3 separate regions of the Sus scrofa genome follow, and all the other regions are linked to region 2. A link is a contact called in public HiChIP or PLAC-seq data. All regions are on one chromosome and are shown on one strand. The core of a region is the stretch at or near the end of the contact, and the rest is flanking DNA. Distances in the headings are between cores, read along the strand shown. Region 1 overlaps HRH1 (histamine H1 receptor). Region 2 overlaps ATG7 (autophagy related 7). Region 3 overlaps VGLL4 (transcription cofactor vestigial-like protein 4).

Region 1 (2,700 bases), core at 140-2,639, 260 kb before region 2:
GTTCCTGGGCTAGAGGTTGAATTGGAACTACAGCTGCTGGCCACACCACAGTCCAGCCATGCCAGATCCAAGCCACATCTTCGACCTATGCCACAGACTTGCAGCAGTGCCAGAACCTTAACCCACTGAGTGAGGCCAGGGATCAAACTCGAATCCTCACAGATACTATGTTGGGTGCTTAACCTGCTGAGCCACAATGAGAACTCCCCTAACTCAATAAAAGCAAACTGCAATTACCTTGCCAGACAAAAAGACTGGTTTATCTTTCTTTTCTCTGTATAGCAACTATTCTAAAAATCCTGCATATATGAAGAGGCTGTCAAGGAGTATACAGCACCCCCCCCAAAAAAAAGAAGAGTAGAAAATGCATTTCTGGGAGTTCCCATTGTGGCTCAGTGGGTTAAGAATCTAACATAGTGTCTGTGAGGATGCAGGTTCAATCCCTGGCCTTGCTCAGTGTGTTAAGGATACAGTGTTGCCACAAGCCGTGGCCTAGGTTGTATATGTGGCTTGGATCTGGTATGGCTGTGGCTGTGGCATAGGCCTCAGCTGCAGCTCCGATTTGACCCCTAGCCTTGGGAACTTCCATGTGCCACAGATGCAATCTGAAAAAAAAAAAATGCATTTCCAATGGTATCAGGGAGTTAATGAAATATGTGTGAATTGTCTAGCTCTTGTGATATTTCTGGTATTCTTCAGTTTTTAAAAAATGTGCTCTTTAAAAACTGAAATACATGTGTACCTAAATTCGTCTTAATGATTTTGAAATCTTTGTCTTAAAGGGGCTCCCCCAAATTGTATAAACTTAAACCCTAAATAAAATATGGATCCATCCCTGATGCACACCAGTGCCCAGGGCATACACATGTGTGCACAGACCTGGGTATCCATAGGCCTGCATGCTCACCAGGCAGGCGCTCTCCAAGGGCAGAGGTGGGAGAAGGAAGTGCAGCTCGGCTCTTAGGAGGCAAATGACCCCTAAGTCACAAATGTGATCCCGCCTTTCCAAAGCCCCACAGTGGCTCAGTGACACTTGCCAGCACCAGCTTATCTCTGATGACAGCACATTTGCTTTTGCGTCCAGTGCATCTGGCTTTCCCTCTCCCTTCTTCCAGGCCTCTGGAAATCTCTGGCAGCCTTGTCTCCTCCTGCAAGATCTCATCAACTAATCCACAATTGCGGTATGGGGTGAGGATCAAAGACCCTCCCCAGGGGGGTATTTGAAAGCAATGCTCTTCCCAAAGGAACAGCTCCAGGTGGTGGAGTTTCATCCTGGCAAAAGATGCCAAGTGGAGATATTTAAGGAACTTCCACCCTCCCGCGTCACACTGCATGGGCGGGTGTCTCCTGTTCTCTCCCAGTTTTCTGGTTGCGTGTACTCTCACTTCCTCCTCTCTTCTCTGCTTCTCTTTCTGACTGCACATCTGCTGGGGCTCCATGCCAGAGGCTGGCAAACTTCTATAGAGGGCAGATTGTGGGCCTAAAATTTGTGGGCCACATATAGTCCCTGCTGTAAATACTTAATGCTGCCGTTGGGTGAAAGCAGGCATAAAAAAATACTCAAATGAATGAGCATGGCTGTGTTCCAATAAAAATTTATTTACAAGGACAATCTGTGGGCCAAAGCTAGTCCCTGCTCTAGACTCTAAGCTCCTTTAAAGCAGGGCCTGATTATTTTAAGCACTGAATGTCTAGGGCCTCCTAGAATGGCCCGCATGGAATGAGATCTAGGTACATACTACTTGGCTCTGACTCTACCCTTTCACTTCCTATTCCTCTGTCTCCCTCTATCCATGAAACCTCACCAAGCCTCAGCTTTTCAGAATACCGGAGGAGTCCAGCAAGGATAAACACCTTTCACTCTGGCAATCAGCTAATTGGCACAGCTCTGCCAGGTACTCAGGCAGTGAAGGAAGTTTCATGCTTAATTCAGCTTCTTTCCCAAGGCTTAACCCAACCTGGGAGATGTATTAAGACACAGGGACCAAGGAAACCTCAGGAAGGGATGGGGCTGGCATCTCTAAGACAGGCAACAGCTTGCAGCCACATGTCTGCTCCCCTCATCCACAGCCCTGAACCCCTTTCTCCTTTCCTGTCATTTGTTCATACCCTAGTTAGGTATTTCCTGAGTGCCAGCACCATGCTAAACACAGGGATGCAGCAAGGGAGACAGAAAATTAACACTGGCACTGTCATTGGCACTTAGAATATAACCCCCCAAATTGTTCACGAACAAATGGTCAGTTGAACCAAAGGGTGCTGGAGATAAGGCTTGGTTCTGCCAGCAGCAAACAGGCACTTTGCCTAAGGATGAGCATCCTGGGATGGAGGCCTCTGGCTGAGCAACTTTGGCCTCCTGGACAGGACCACCGTTGCCAAAACAAAAGATGTTAACCAAGAATTCAATTAAAAAATGGGCAGAGGATCTGACCAGACATTTTTCCAAAGAAGACATACAGATGGCCAGCAGGTACATGAAAAGGTGCTCAACATCACTAGCCAGCAGGGAAACACAAATCTAAACCACAATGAGCTATCACCCCACACCTGTTCCAATATCTATCACCCAAGAGACAAGACCTGCAAGGGTTGGTGAGGATGTGGAGAAGAGGGAACATCTTGTGCACAGTTTGTGGGAATATGACTTGGTGCAGCCACTATGGAAAACAGTATGGAGGTCCCCCCAAAATAAAAAATTAA
Region 2 (2,700 bases), core at 154-2,653:
TGGTCTTGCTCCTTGGCAGTGGTTTCTCTGGGCTCTGTGTGTGTTTGAGTCTATAGCAGGGAGGCTGTCTTGGGAGGGAAGCAGTAAGAGTCCAATTCAGGGACACGTGAGGACAGACTCGCACAGGAGTGCAGAGCTGGGTGAGTCACAGATCACATTTGTCTCTCTCTGCCTCCCCTTGCCTGGCCTGTCATTTTCCACTTGAGGGTCTGACTCAGAAGAAGGGAGATTGCTTGTCCATGGTCACAGAGAGAGGTAGTGAATATGCCGACATCTACACCTAAACCTGGCCCTCTGACCAGTGCTCTCCTGAGGTTTTATGACTGGAAATAGTGCAGCCTGCATATCAGGAGAGCTGACTTTGAATTGCTACTCCTGAGCCGCCCATCATAGACTTGTGTTAGGTCACTGACCCTCCCTCAGCCTCAGTGTCCTATCAGTAAAAGCCGGTGCTTTGCCTTGCGTCCAGAATTGTCTTTGATGAGGCTTTTTGTAAACCAGGAAACACAAGACAAATGTGACTTTTCCAGTGTGTCATTTATTTGAAATGAATGTGTTAATCTCTTCTGCAGAGACATTTCAAGTAGGACCCAGCAGACACTGTCATAACCTCCATCACAGGAGCTGTCCTCCAGAGCCAACCTGTGCAGTTGATGTGCTCATTTGAATCCCTTGCCTCTTCCCCTTTTTGCATGTCTCTCATCTCCTTCCCTCCTTCTGCCCTTGAGATGTGCCCTCCTCTCCTTTACAGATTTCATACAGAGAAGGGCCTTAATTAAATTTTCAGTCATGCCCCTGCACTGGTTTCCTTCTTTAAGTCTTTTATGTTAAATTACTGCAGTTGTAGTTTTCTCAGTGCTGAGGCCAGAGAGCAAATCAGTCCCTTTATAGAAGGGGTTCAGTGTCAAAATGCATGTGCCCATGTTTTTAAAGTACTATGGCAACTAATCCCTGTCATGTTATTTACCCCCATTGAGCCTTGCAACTGTTTGTCATTCACCCGCTCTTCTGGTTCTTTCTCCTCGTTGTTAAGTGTCTGAAGGATTATTTTGGTTGTTGGCCATCTCTTCATTTGGCCTTTTCAAAGGCTGAAGAATAATGCAGCCATATATGGAAAAAGCCCAGTGTGTGTGTGATTACTTGCTTACATTATTTCAAGTTTCAAGCCTTTATTTTTAGCTACTTTCTAAAAACGACAGCAGAGAAAGAACTTTAAAATTAATCAGGGTTGTGTGGTACCTTTTTATAGGCTTTACATTTCTTTTATTTCTCTCTTTTCTGAAATGGAGTGAGTCCATTTATGCGACTGTGTTTTGATTAGCAGGATGTCGTTTCCACAAAAACACTGGGCTGTGTTGCAATGCAGACTCAGCACCTCCCCCCCTCCTCTTCCTGGCTCTCCTGACAAATGACTTCCTGCTGCAGTGGAACTTGGTAAACCCCTTTGTGTGCTTTGTATCCAGAGAGGGGCCTGTGACGCTCCCTGGGCTTTTTTTTTTTTTTTTCCTCACCTGCCCGAAGGACAGTGCTTATTACTTGGCCCCTGTAGAATGAGCCGTGGTAGAATAGTGCTTGTCCTTGGCCGGGGAGTCACATGCCACCCCCACCAGCAACTCCTTTTGTAATGTGGGAAGAGGACCTCAGCCTGTGCTCTCCTCTGCATCAGGCCTGAGGCCTGAGGATGACTTAGTTGCTCTTCTTCCTTTGGGGCCATAGGCAGAATTTGGCCCATCCAGAGATTGGCACATGCAGAAACAGGCTTGATGAGGCCCTGAAATTCAGTGATACTCAGCCTGAAAAGAAAATCTGTTACCGAATTTGAAAACTGTGGGAAAAAACCATTTGAAGGTGAGAAAATAGGCCTCTAGGTTTGTTCTTTTTATAAAAGTCTCTGGCCCAGTGTACGTGAATGGGATTCTGCAAGTGGGCAGTGATGTGTATAAGCCACTTTCTCTCTATAAAGGGAATATCTTTTTTTTTTTTGTCTTTTTGCCATTTTCTTGGGCCGCTCTTGCGGCATATGGAGGTTCCCAGGCTAGGGGTCAATCGGAGCTGTAGCCACCAGCCTACGCCAGAGCCACAGCAATGCTGGATCCTAGCCGAGCCTCATCTGCAACCTACACCACAGCTCACGGCAACGCCGGATCGTTAACCCACTGAGCAAGGGCAGGGATCGAACCCACAACCTCATGGTTCCTAGTCGGATTCGTTAACCACTGCGCCACGACGGGAACTTCGGGAATATCTTTAATTTGCCATTTTTATCTGTATATAAAACACAGAAAATCACACTTAAATCATTAAGTATATATCTTGGATTATCACAAAATGAACACCATTCACCTGCCTGGCACACAGATCAAAATGAAATGTTATTGAGCCTCCCCGCTGCCCCCCTCATGGTTCCACTTATCATCACCTCCTTCCCACACAGAGGCAAGCTTCTCCTCACTCTGAACACCTTGAGAGAAAAGTAGAGAATACTTTTTCATTGTAAATCTTAGCATGCTATTTTTTTCTCTGCTGCTAACAAGTGGGATCTTTTATTGACAGTCAGACAGACAGAAAGAAGAAAGAAAAGGAAGAAAGTAAGTGGTCTTTTCCTGGTTCCTGGGATGGTGCTGAGTTCTGTGAGGCCAGCCAGACCCCTTTTCTGGCTTTTTGTAGAGGCCACTCCTGGCATCTCCAGGAGGTTGGTGT
Region 3 (2,700 bases), core at 106-2,605, 290 kb after region 2:
TCAGGATCAAAATGATATGAAGCATGACTTTACTGAAGCAAAAGATTTCAGGGAGAGAAAGTAATAGAAAACATAACTGAAAAGACAGTTAAATATTAAATAAAGGTTGAGGACCAGGAATAAATCAGACAGAAATCAAACTTGACTCTATAGTAACACACTGTAGTAAAGAGTCCCATAGGTTCACTTTGGGGAAAGAGAGGGAGTAATATGATAAAAACAATGTTTGAAGATCAGTCCAAGATGCAAAATAAGTTGTGAGAGAAAGAAGCAAAAGAAAAAGGAAGCGAAAGTCACAACCAATTCATCCAACTCCACTTTCAGTTTTCAAAATTAAATTAGCAGTACCTGATAAAAGGAATTGTGTTGTTGCACATGATAAAGAACTTGGACAGCTCGATTACTACACATTATTTCTTTACATACTATTTCTGAGAGCAGCAATATGATGTATTTAACTTCTCAATGCTGAACCCAATGTAGAATACATTTGCCATTTCTTCTTCCACTTCAAGTATAAATTCCAACCAGTTTCAAAAAGCATTACCTCTTCTTTCCAAAGATCAGCATTCTCATCTATTAAATAAAGGAGATGGACCAAAAGTGCCCTTTTCAAGTCTAAGACTCTGTGTCTAGTTTAACCTCAGAACTGGTGGGAATGGTAGCTGAGAGTATCTGGGAACAGAGAGAGCTGGGGACCTGGGATTGAGTAACTGAGGCTGTGTTTAACGGGTTACTAATGACACCTGAGCACAAAGCAACTGAATCACACTGGATAAAACTTCCTGAACATTATTTCAGAGGTCCTCCACTTAGGAACCTGTACTCCCCAGTTATTTATCTTGAATGGGGGATCCCTAACAGCTACAGTAACTATAAGATACATAGATACATGAGTAACTTGCTATATAAAAAGTAAAAACTCACCCAGAATACCATCATTTTTTTCCCCTTCTTTTCTTTTTCTTTTCTTTTCTTTTTTTTTTTTTTTTCTTCTTCTTTTTTAACAGCTGTACCTGCAGCATATGGAAGTTTCCAGGCTAGGGGTCGAACTGGAACTGTAGCTGTGACCTGTGCCACAGTCTTGGCAACGCTGGATCCAAGTTGCATCTGTGACCTTCACCACTGCTTACAGCAACACTGGATCTTTTACCCACTGGGTGAGGCCAGAAATCGAACCTGCATCCTCACAGAGACAACATCAGGTCCTTAAAACCTGCTGAGCCACAACAGGGAACTCCACTATCATCTTAATGCATAAATGGTTTCTGTTTTTTATTGAGTTAGTTCCCCTCTATTTCTTTACAATAAGAAAATGTGACTCATACATGCAAATGGTGTATTACTCAGCCTTTAAAAAGAAAGAAATCCTCCCATATGCAACGGCATGGGTGAGCCTGGAGGACATTACGATAAATGAAGTAAGCCAGTCACAGGATAAATACTGCATGATTATCTTAGATAGGAATCTAAACAGTCAGATTCATGGAAACAGCAGGATGATGGTCATGAGGGGCTGGGTGCAACGGGAGTTGCTGTTCAACAGGATGAAGTTTGAGCTAGCAAGATAAATATGTTCTAGAGCTCTGCTGTATAGTACTGTACCTACATTTAATAATACTGTAGTGTGCACTTAAAATCTGTTAAGAGGGTAGATGATTTCACATTAATTGTTCTCACCAAAATTTTTAAAACACCAATAACATATATTGAAGAACATCATTCACTATCATATGTTTTGTTTCTATACACATTGCTGTGATAAAATCATCTAATCAATACAGCATTTGGATCAATTACAGAAATCATCTTTAATATTCAGCTTCTCAGTATTTTTTACCATCAACTTTTTAGACATTGTGAACTTTCATTGTTACCTAATTAATGCAATGATAGATTTCTGACACTGAGATATTCTCTTCTGTAAATCTTTATCTGCACATAAAGATATGTATTTTTCAAATTTTTTTAGGCGTTCCCATCATGGCGCAGCAGAAACGAATCTGACTAGGAACCATGAGGTTTCAGGTTCCATCCCTGGCCTTGCTCAGTGGGTTAAGGATCCAGCATTGCCTTGAGTTATGGTGTAGGTCGCAGACACGGCTTGGATCTGGCGTTGCTGTGGCTCTGGCGTAGGCTGGCAGCAACAGCTCCAATTAGACCCCTAGCCTGGGAACCTCCATATGCCACGGGAGTGGCCCTAAAAAGGACAAAAGACAAAAAAAAAAAAATTTAAAAGACGTTTTTGGAGGAGTTCCCATCAATGGCGCAGCAGAAACGAATCTGACTAGAAACTATGAAGTGGCAGGTTTGATCCCTGGCCTCGCTCAGGAGGTTAAGGATCCAGCGCTGCCATAAGCTGTGGTGTATGTCGCAGACACAGCTCGGATCTGGTGCTGCTGTGGCCAGCAGCTGTAGCTCCAATTAGACCCCTAGCCTGGGAATCTCCATATGCCTTGGGTGTGGCCCTAAAAAGGCAACAACAACAAAAAAAAAAAAAAAAAAAAAAAGAGAGAGAGAGAGAGAGAGAGAAGAATGTTTACAGCCCTGGGATGCAACCCAGGCTCAGTAAGTAACTGTGTCATCGCAGAATGCAGCGGCAGAGCCAACAGAAGTTTCAATAGAAAAGCATTTAAATTTTTTAAACTAAATAACAGGGAGTTCCCATCATGACTCAGTGGTCACAAACCCAACTAGTAT

What was found. HiChIP or PLAC-seq counts read pairs in DNA pulled down with a chosen protein or histone mark.
Region 1: a contact with region 2 is called in an H3K27ac HiChIP or PLAC-seq map of alveolar macrophages. The contact joins two enhancer-like sites. A contact is called at or near these places in 2 of 47 Hi-C or Micro-C datasets (brain and embryonic fibroblasts) and 1 of 2 datasets of contacts at active chromatin or transcription factors (alveolar macrophages).
Region 3: an H3K27ac HiChIP or PLAC-seq map of alveolar macrophages shows a contact between it and region 2. The contact joins two enhancer-like sites. A contact is called at or near these places in 1 of 5 promoter capture datasets (liver), 23 of 47 Hi-C or Micro-C datasets (adipose tissue, alveolar macrophages, blood and 14 more) and 2 of 2 datasets of contacts at active chromatin or transcription factors (alveolar macrophages and skeletal muscle).

The regions. Positions count from the first base shown.
Region 1 is chr13:67,239,187-67,241,886 of Sscrofa11.1, forward strand. All of the region lies in intron 1 of HRH1 (histamine H1 receptor), which reads left to right. Among named protein-coding and RNA genes, the nearest start is that of HRH1, 31 kb to the left of the region's middle. Within about 2 kb of position 1,390, at least 8 of the 83 cell types and tissues checked have an H3K27ac peak or open chromatin away from gene starts, as enhancers often do. A contact at or near this core is called in alveolar macrophages, where this site is marked.
Region 2 is chr13:67,502,553-67,505,252 of Sscrofa11.1, forward strand. The region is part of intron 17 of ATG7 (autophagy related 7); the gene reads left to right. Among named protein-coding and RNA genes, the nearest start is that of ATG7, 86 kb to the left of the region's middle. Within about 2 kb of position 1,404, at least 47 of the 83 cell types and tissues checked have an H3K27ac peak or open chromatin away from gene starts, as enhancers often do. A contact at or near this core is called in alveolar macrophages, where this site is marked.
Region 3 is chr13:67,796,671-67,799,370 of Sscrofa11.1, forward strand. The region is part of intron 2 of VGLL4 (transcription cofactor vestigial-like protein 4); the gene reads right to left. Among named protein-coding and RNA genes, the nearest start is that of VGLL4, 75 kb to the right of the region's middle. Within about 2 kb of position 1,356, at least 3 of the 83 cell types and tissues checked have an H3K27ac peak or open chromatin away from gene starts, as enhancers often do. A contact at or near this core is called in alveolar macrophages, where this site is marked.